Regions from separate parts of the Gossypium hirsutum genome. Here region 1 is linked to region 2. A link is a contact called in public Hi-C data. All regions are on one chromosome and are shown on one strand. The core of a region is the stretch at or near the end of the contact, and the rest is flanking DNA. Distances in the headings are between cores, read along the strand shown. Region 1 holds the start of LOC107933524 (protein CURVATURE THYLAKOID 1A, chloroplastic). Region 2 holds the start of LOC107933531 (rhodanese-like domain-containing protein 4, chloroplastic).

The links. Hi-C and Micro-C count contacts between places; a contact is called where the count stands out from the background.
Region 1: a contact with region 2 is called in a Hi-C map of leaf, with 2.4 times the contacts expected there. The contact joins the promoter of LOC107933524 here to the promoter of LOC107933531 in region 2. A contact is called at or near these places in 4 of 34 Hi-C or Micro-C datasets (leaf, petal and seedling).

Annotation. Positions count from the first base shown.
Region 1 is chrA08:102,665,196-102,669,813 of Gossypium_hirsutum_v2.1, forward strand. LOC107933524 (protein CURVATURE THYLAKOID 1A, chloroplastic) reads left to right here and starts at 2,761. Exons shown (of 5, transcript XM_016865757.2): 1 at 2,761-3,262; 2 at 3,847-3,935; 3 at 4,031-4,138; 4 at 4,224-4,295. The coding sequence starts at 3,106.
Region 2 is chrA08:102,223,629-102,228,874 of Gossypium_hirsutum_v2.1, forward strand. LOC107933531 (rhodanese-like domain-containing protein 4, chloroplastic) reads left to right here and starts at 3,803. Exons shown (of 9, transcript XM_016865766.2): 1 at 3,803-4,755; 2 at 5,231-5,246. The coding sequence starts at 4,100.

The DNA of each region.
Region 1 (4,618 bases), core at 1,511-4,010, 440 kb after region 2:
TTTGAGCTAGACTCTTAGCAGCTTCATTCTGATATTTTATTTTCTTGCCCTTGTCTTTAGGGGCATTGGCCAAATAAGCACTTTCAGACTTATCACGCTTCAACTTTCTTCCTTTTACACACAATGAGAAATGAGCTCATTTAGAGTTCATTGCTCCTTTTGACAGTTATAACTAATTTTAAATTGATTAAACTATGCAGGAAGCGATACCAAAACCATAAGAACAAGCAATTCCTCAGAAAGCTCGATCTTAAGTGCCTTAAGTCTTGAAGCAGTATAGAACATCTCCATAATGTACTCTCTTACCTTTCCTTGACTCTTATACTTCATAGACATCAAAGAAGTCAGAAGTGATGTTATCTCAATTTTATCGTTTTTAGCAAAACGTTTCTCAATTTCATCAAGGAAACCTTTGGCTTGAGTAATCTCTTCAGATTCTGTGCCCTTAAAGGCTTTTGGAATGATGTGTTTCATGATCATTAGACTCATGCAATTTGAACGATCCCACCTCTCAAAATCCCTCTTAACATCAGGGGTGCTTTCCGCAATAAGAGGTGCAGGTTGTTCATCCCTTAATGCAAGGTTTATGTCTATATAGGCAAGCACTATAAGTAAGTGTCTTTTCCATTCCTTAAAATTAGTCCCATTAAGCATGGGTATAGAATTTATATTAGCAGATATTGTGGCAATAGAATATGAATTAGCTGAATATAGAACAAATAAAAACAAGCTCACATCAATATTCATAATTAAACAATAAATTCAAGATAATGTCTAATCCCATCTCAAGATACCAAGCACAACATTAATATCAAGTCTTTGGATAGTAATATTAACAGTAAGCGATACTCTTGTTGTAGCAATCAAACATTGACAATAAATAATGTCAAACAATTAATTAATCTTTAGACTAACTTATTACTCATACAAAATACCTTATAATTGTCACACATTTATTACCACAGATGTCATTGAAATTCTACCAAATATTAACTTACCTTTGAGTCAATCAATAAACGCATGAATCACAAAAACATATAATCATCTTGATATTTCAAATAAACTAATCTACACAAAAGAGGTCACTTTGGCGACATTTTGTTTCAACTAATCTATTTAAAATATTTGACATCCTTAATTAAAAGTCAAAATCTGAATCTATTTGTTTCAAAATATTTACCTTAATTTCATCTTTCAATCGAATTAAAAGATAATCATATATATTTATATAATTTTTCAAAACAACATGCATTAAACCAATCAAAGCATGCATATATTATATATTTATATATATAAATGAAACATACGAAACTAAAGCATGCATATATTATATATTTATGTATATAAATGAAACATACGAAACTATGAACTTCTTTTCCAATTTTTTTTAACTAAATGTCATACAGATTTATTATTTATTCATTTAACAGAAATTGAAACATAGGACAATGAAGAATGAAAAAAAAATATTGACTTTAACATGATCATTCACTGAAGTAAAATATTTTAAACTCTATAATTAAATTTATCAATTTGAAAATCACCCAAATTAAAAATTAAAATAAATCCCTAAAATTTTAATATGAATTCAAGATAATCAAGATATTAAAAAAATACTTTAATATAAACCTTCAAAGATGTTATCCGAAATATAAAACCCATGAAATTTTATAAATCAATCATTCAAATGAATAACCTTAATCAATTCCCAATTATTTAATATGTTCGAGGCTCGGATGTCACTTGTTAGAATTATTAATTAAGATATGATATAAAATTTAATAAATCATACATCAGGATCTTCTCATGTCAAATCATTAAGAACAAAATAAGAATAAAACTAGATGCAGAAGCATACCTAAATCCATAAATTCCTTGAAGTTTTTCCTGATCTTGGGAATTTGATCTTCCAAATTAGCACACAAGAAATTCAGAGAATATTGCTCTCTCTTTCTTAAGGATGGGATATTAGAAAAGATATCTTGTATATAATTTGGGGACCATAACCCTAATATTTATAATCTTGTCATATTAGTACTAATTTCTAATTAGCCCATCATTAATTAGAATTTGATTAGAACTCAATTGCTAAAATATTTACACGTATTTGACCCATATTTTATTTAATAATTAAAGCACAATAAAACATTAACCAAATTAGATCACTTTTAATTTGGTCTAACATATCATGATAGTAAATAATAATAACATGTAATTATTCTTATTATATATGTGATGTCCATATTTTTCAACACGTTCTTCATAGGATAAATCATGGCAACCAACCATTTCTGTATTAAAGGTCGAAAAGAAATGTATGGCCCAACTATACGAAATTTTGATTACGTCACTTGGGCTCCAAAATTTTTCCTGAAAAATAAAATGATTGTGATTCCTCCATATGTGCCAAGCAAGAATTCTAAAAAGGCATGCCCAATTGATTCCTCCCTCATGGATCATAGTATTATCTTACACATTAAAAAGAATCCAATCGAAGTATTAAAATTCATATTTTAACAAAACTAGACTTGAACAATTTTATTTAACTAAATTAAAAAAAATTAAAATGATAAATATTTTTTAACAGCTTTCAAATTAAATGGTAAATTTTCGATAAAATTCAAGTTATATTTTTATATAAAAAAATACCTTGATTTATAGAAAAATTAATATACCTTGAGTGAAAGTTTTTGACGATAATCAAAGTCGTGATAACCCGCCCATTTAAAAGGTGTAGCTAGTGGGCTATGACCCCTTATTACTCAAAACATGGATTGCATATAGATAGGGAACGAACCAATCATAATCCTCCTTCAAAAATCTTATCCACCTGTCAATCACTCCATTCGTCTGCCACCAAAACCTCACCCACACTAATAATACCATTTTTTATTATTACTTTTAGGTAATTCAAACATTCAGACAAAAATAAATTAGAAAACGAATTTTTTCTAAGAAGAGCTTTTTTTTTTTTTTTTTTTGAAAGCAAGGAAGAATACTACTGTGAAAGAAGGCAGCAAAAGGAAAGGAAAGGATAGGATTTGTAGCGTTCAAGAGGGCGCTTATCTATCTCAGAAATAGCAGTAATTAATTTTTGAGGAAAAAATGGCGGCAGCAGCAGCATCAGCTTCCATGTCGGCCACCGCCGTCTTGATTCCACGTGTTCCTGCAGCCGTTAGAACAACCCACTGTTCCGCCTTGCCGCCTGTCCCTCCTCGCGTTTCCACCGCTTCCTTTTCCTCGTCCGTTAAGCTAACTCCAGGTACTGCTGTTAACATTCTCCCTTTTAACGCCTCACTTCACTTGCCTGCTCTTCCTTTTGTTTGATTTTACTGAATGAAAATGAAAGCTTAATGGTCATAGAAGTTAAGAGTTCACTTCTATATCCTGTTCTTCCAAACACCATATTCGGAATTGAGATTGGTTTTTTCGGAAATGAAATCATTGGTGGTGGGTGTAGGATCAGAAACGTTATATTGGTGACAATCACACGTGTTAAGAGTAGTTGCAGTAAACTAATTATGGAGGCTTTTGTCTGAAAAAATGGGTCAATCTTTTGGACGATAATATGGGAGTTGGGACCCCAAATTTCAAATGGGGATGAATTGGTACCAATTCAAGTATGGGATAGAATGCAAGTAACAACTCTGGATGAATGTCGGACATGTTCGTATAACATGAATAGATAGGTAAAACAACTATGAAGTGGTCTAATATATAGCGCTCTTCCTTTATAATGCCACAACAACAAATAGTTTTATTTGGTTGTCTCTGTCATAGTATATGCATTTGACTTTGAGCTACGTATTCCTTGGCCTTCTATTTACCCTGTTGTTTTTGGTACAGAATCCCGGAGGTTTCCTTTTCTCCAAACAAAAGCAACAGAAGACACCTCTGTCGATACCGGGGAGCTTTTTGATGACTTGAAAGAAAAAGTGAGAAAATGGTGGCCTGCACATAATCAATTTCTTGCTCTTTTAACCTGCTGAACTGAGTGCCTGACTTGGCTTGTTTTTTCGTGGTTTTCTAGTGGGATAAAGTTGAGAACAAGACCACGGTTCTTCTTTATGGTGGTGGGGCAATAGTTGCCGTTTGGCTATCATCTATTCTTGTTGGCGCCATTAACTCAGTGCCCTTGGTAAGTGGAACTCTTCATGCTACACTTTATAACTTGTTTTATATGCTAATCCTATCTGAAATCAATGCATTTCTGTGCTTCTCAGCTTCCAAAGATAATGGAGTTGGTTGGACTTGGATATTCAGGATGGTTTGTCTATAGATACCTTCTCTTCAAGGTAAGTTTTCAGTCAAATATATATGGTCCCATGTATTTTTTGTGTGGAATAATCCAAGTTCTTTATGGGTGAGCCACATCATTTAAACACTTGCAAATTGTTCAACTTGATAACTCTAAAGGGAAATTTACAAATGCATGAAGAGACAATGATGTATTTGATGGTTTTGAATCAGCATTTTTTTGTTGCAAGTGCTCACTTTGAACTTTTAAATCTAGCTTATATATTAGAGGTGGTGTTCAACTTAAAAGAGTGGATTAATTTACGATTAAAATCAAATTGGTTATCAGACTATAGTATCAGATCATATATATGAACACTAA
Region 2 (5,246 bases), core at 2,553-5,052:
GAAATGCTCTGTGCCTCTTTACTAGGTACAGTCAGATGATGTATTTCTTCTTGAACTCTAATTGGAAGATTTTACAATTTACTTGATATTTAGGAAATCCCGTTGTCAAAGTTATTAATCTATGATAAGCTTCACCTTTCAAAGTGACATAGTGCTTTAGACTGTCTTCAGAAGAACATACTAATTCATCAAAACTTGCTGAGTATTTTCTAACAATATTCAATTCTAGTAGGATCATCATCAATTTCATCCCTGAATTATTCAGCTCCATGTTTCAAAATCTTATTAACTAAAGAACTTACCAGATTTTGAGGACAAAAGAATGCTTTGGAAGGTACCATCAGTGGTGGAGGTCGTGGAGCCACAAAATTAGCTCGCATAACTCTAAGAATTGTTAGTTTATCTTTTAAAAGAAAAAACCTCTTGTTTCACTATCCGACCTCTGCGGAATGACACACTATAACCAGCTCCTTGTTGGAAGCGAAAACATTACCATTTACCTCATTTGATACTACATAATTTAAACTCAGCTAACAGTTAGGTCGAATCATACATCACACTATCCCAGATTAATGAGCCATGTATTTCAAGATTCAACACAGGCTCTATTCATTCCTAGAATCGAATAAACCGTAGCTTTGATACCACTAAATGTAAAACCCCTTATTTGTTTGGTTGCAAGACCTGAGCTACAGAGTGCTACAGTTAAAGCCAAAACAAAACACATTCAACTCACATCAATTATTTCAAATAATCATGGAATTTATTCATAAATACACAATTAACATTCAAATTATACATGAATCATACAATCAAAATCATTTCAATGCATAATCACCCAATATAAATCTTTCTCGGGCCTTATACAAGCTTATGTATTCACTAGTACCAACCTAAAAATTAACTAGGACTAATTTGCAACATTTTTGAAATTATAGATCAATTATATCATAAATAAAACTTTTCCATAATCAATCATGTCATAAAACATTCAAATATTATGAAATACATTTAAATATGAGCCTTAAATAAGCTTACGAAAGCTCAAAAATTGGCCCGAAAACACATAGGGATCAAATCATAATATTTTAAAAAGATAAAGGAAATTATGCAACATAGGGGTCACATGGTTGTGTGTCCAGGTTGTGTAACTCACTAAACACGTGTGGATCAAATTTCAAATTTGATAAAAAATCACACGGCCATGTGACAGACTGAAACCGTGTGATACATATACTTCTTAATTTCTAAAGAGCACACGACCGTGTCACTAGCCTGTGTTTGACACATGGCCGTGTCTCAAACTGTGTGGTGCAAAAATAAGTCACTACATGCATAGCTCAATTAACCTATTCAAAGGGACCTAAAATGCACATTTAGCCAACACAAATACTTGTTCAAACATACACTTTCCATGCCAAAAATACAACTTGTAACTCCTCCCTAAATACCTAACCAATATGCCACATTGGCACCACCACAATAAAGATCTAAGAAACTTTCAGACCATTCATCCAATTCAAATAGGCATATAAGCTTATGTTAAAACTTTCAATTTATCAGAATAACTTGTCAAAATCTCACATACGAGACATGTGCAAGAATCCCACAACTTTCAAATAGGGTTCAATCATATGCGACAATCTTGTAGATAGATTTTGCATATACGTCTCCAAAATAAAATCTTCGGCGTGATTATAAAAAATACAAAAAATAAATAAAATTTAATCTTTTTAACAACTTAATAATGAACTTAAATAAAATTATAAAAATTAAAAATATTTTCTTACCATTTACAGTTGAATCGCGAAAATGTGGTTTTCATCGAAACGAATAATAGTATTTGTCATTCCAAAACTAAATTAAAATGAATAAAAAACAGAATTAAATCAAGAACTTAAGAGAATTTTAATTAAAATTTTAGAATTAAATTCTTGAAAGATTTGAGAGAATTAAGAGAATTGACAGAAATGGATTTGAATGAAAACATGAGGAAAATATTTGGGTTTATATAGAAATAAAAACTAGTCGTTTTTTATGGTCATTGGCAATTGGACCGTTGGGGGAGGTTACCGTTGGGTGAAAAAGCGTCCAGTTGGACGTATTTCCCCCTTTCTCCAAGATTGGCCTATTCTGGTAAATATGTTACAAATTGGCCTAATCACTTAATTAATTTTTAAAATTGACATTTTTGCCTAATTTAGCCTCTCTCTTTTTTCCCTTCCCAAGAAACCTTAGAGACCGCTGCTCTTTCAGCCGCCGTCGATGGTCCACTACGGCCAATAATGCCACAAAAAAGAACCTCTCTTTTACCCCTTTAACCTTTTTCTTCCTTTCATCCATTGCCGCTGTGAATCATCGTGGTCCCCCATTTACTGCCGCTATCTTGGGCGGAAAACAACACCAATCAAATCCTCTTCCTCGCTTGTTTTTATTATCTGAAATGATTCCCTCCAATATGAAGGTATAATATGTATAGTTAGGTTATATTTCCTTACAAAAGCAATATGATTGCGGGACACGCTATAAATAATGTTAAATGGTTCTGGAGGGCTATCAATTTAAAGTATAGGAGTATGCATTCTTGCAAAAAAGCAAATGAAATCAAAGAGACCAGTATTGTCGTGTTTTACAAATAAAATCGAAATGATATACTAAAATATGGTATAATCTTATATAGAAGAAAAATATATTGAAAAACCCTAAACGATAAATTAAAATACTATATATATAACATTGTTGATGCAGAAGCTTGATCGGAGGAAGAAAGCCCAGGCTTGGCGCAAGCTCACATGATGGTAGCGCAAGATCCCCATCTTAATTCATGAGCAAAATTTGATAGACTTGGTCCAAGTTGAGTGTCATGTTTCACACCCTAAACTTTGGTTAGCACTTTTAACTTAGGTAAGATTTAGCATCTGAAAAAAAAAATTTAGCTTTAACTGACAATGTTTTTTTTTAATTTTGATTTATGTAATGATACGACACTCTAATATTGCATCACATCATCATTTAAATATTTTATAAAATTATAATTTTTAAGCGATAATATGATGATACAATATCAAATGTGTCAAATGAATAAAACTGAAAAAGTTGTTAAGTTTGAAGATTAACGAAAATAATTCAAAGACTAAGTAGAGGAAAATTATCAAAATCATGACTTTATCTCTTTTTCTAAGGTTTAATAAGTAGAGGAAAATTATCAAAATCATGACTTTATCTCTTTTTCTAAGGTTTAATATATCATTTGGTACTTGAATTTGATATATTTTTTTAATGTGGTACCTGGGTTGTTTTTTGGTCTAATTTGATATCTATATTTGACAAAAGTTATATTTTTTTTATACCCAAAGGTTACAATGCTAACTTTTTTATTTGGATTTTAGGATTCATTTAATGAAAGTTAATTGCTAATAGTATTATGTTTGAATTTTTTATGATTTTGTTAATAGAATAAATGTAGTGTTAATTGTGAATTTATTTAATTTTCCATTTAATTTGTCAAATATAATCTAATTAATGTGAATTAATTCAGGTTTAGGATTGATATGATGAAAGTTAATTGCTAATATTATTAGCTAATAATTTTTATAAAATCAATTCCAAAACTTGAATTAAAAATTAAAAAATTAATATTGATACTTTCATGTACCTAAATATATATAATTTTTGTCAAATATAAAAATCGTATATTACAATAAAAAAAATTCAAACTAAAATACCAAATTAAATGGTAAATTAAAAGATAATTAAGTGTAACGTTTTTGCTGTATTAAAAGGAAGGTACTATAGTTTAGATGCACTATTGAATTTGTGCAGACAATTATTAGCCACACAAATGAGTTGAGATGAGGAACAGTCCTAAAGACATGATCAAAAAGCCTCTCATCTCACTTCCAACGTGTCATGCAATGAGTGGCAGAGATCTCAGAACTCATTCCACCTCACCACCATTTCATCATTCAAAGTGCACCTTCCAAAGCTAAGGGTCTCTGAGCCTTGTTGTCATCCAATCAATTCCAACAAAAATCCTCCATTGTTGATGGTTCAAGCCTTTCCATCATACATTTGACACCCATCTCTTTGCATAAAAATTATGCAAATGAGGACCCTCAATGCAGCAACTCCAAGTTTGACACCTCTCTCGGTTCTTTCTGAGACAAGAACCGAGGCCAGAAAAGCACCATTGCTCCCCATTGCTTCACCACTCAAACTACCCAACTCCCCAGCTTTTATTAAGACCCAACCAGCTTTGCACCAGTGTTTGTCAAGAACCTTGCATGGTGGTTTACTGCTTCTGTCATCACTTCTCCCCAATGGTTTCGCTAAAGCCTTGTCATACGAGGAAGCCCTACAGCAGACGACGGGATCCTCCTCGTCTGTTAATTTTGACCCAAATGGGATCCTTGATACCGTCGTCAGTTTTGCAACTGAGAATCCCACGGTTGTAGCTGGTGGCACCGTTGCTTTAGCAGTTCCTTTGATTTTGTCTCAGCTGTTAAAGAATCCAAAGCCATGGGGAGTTGAATCTGCAAGGAGTGCTTACGCCAAGCTAGGTGACGATGCCACTGCTCAGTTGCTGGACATAAGGCCTCTCAAGGAGTCTAGAGATGTTGGTAGCCCTGACATTAAGGGATTTGGGAAGAAACCGGTGTCAATTGCCTACAATGGTGAAGATAAACCAGTGTTCTTGACAAAACTGTCTTTGAAATTCAAGGAACCTGAAAATACAACCTTATTCATTATGGACAAGTAAGCTTCTGAAAACCCTATGCCTCGTATATATTTGTTCATATATGAATTCCCAGCATTGTCTATGAAACCTTCGTTTCTAGTTAAGGATCCACTCTTATTGATGATTGTATCACTGTATCTGAGATTAAATGGTTTGTGTGTTGGTTGTGGAGGAAGAATGTAGAACTGAATATGCCTATATGGAGGCTCATTGGCCTTAAGCTACACAATAGAATATGGCCATTACCTCTTTCTTAATTGATCCTGAGTTCCTAACCCATAAATTAACTGCATTTTGTTCCAAGGGTTGAAGGTTTCTAAATTGATAGGCCATACGTTCTTAACTGTTAAAATGTGTCTTTAAACATATGTAAGCATTGGCTGACAAATATTTTATTTGTAACTATATGCATTTTGTTTGTAGGGAAGATGAAACTAGAACTTTCATTTGATTCATCTTCTAATATTGCTTTAAATTTGTGTTGAAAGCCAGATTTGATGGGAATTCT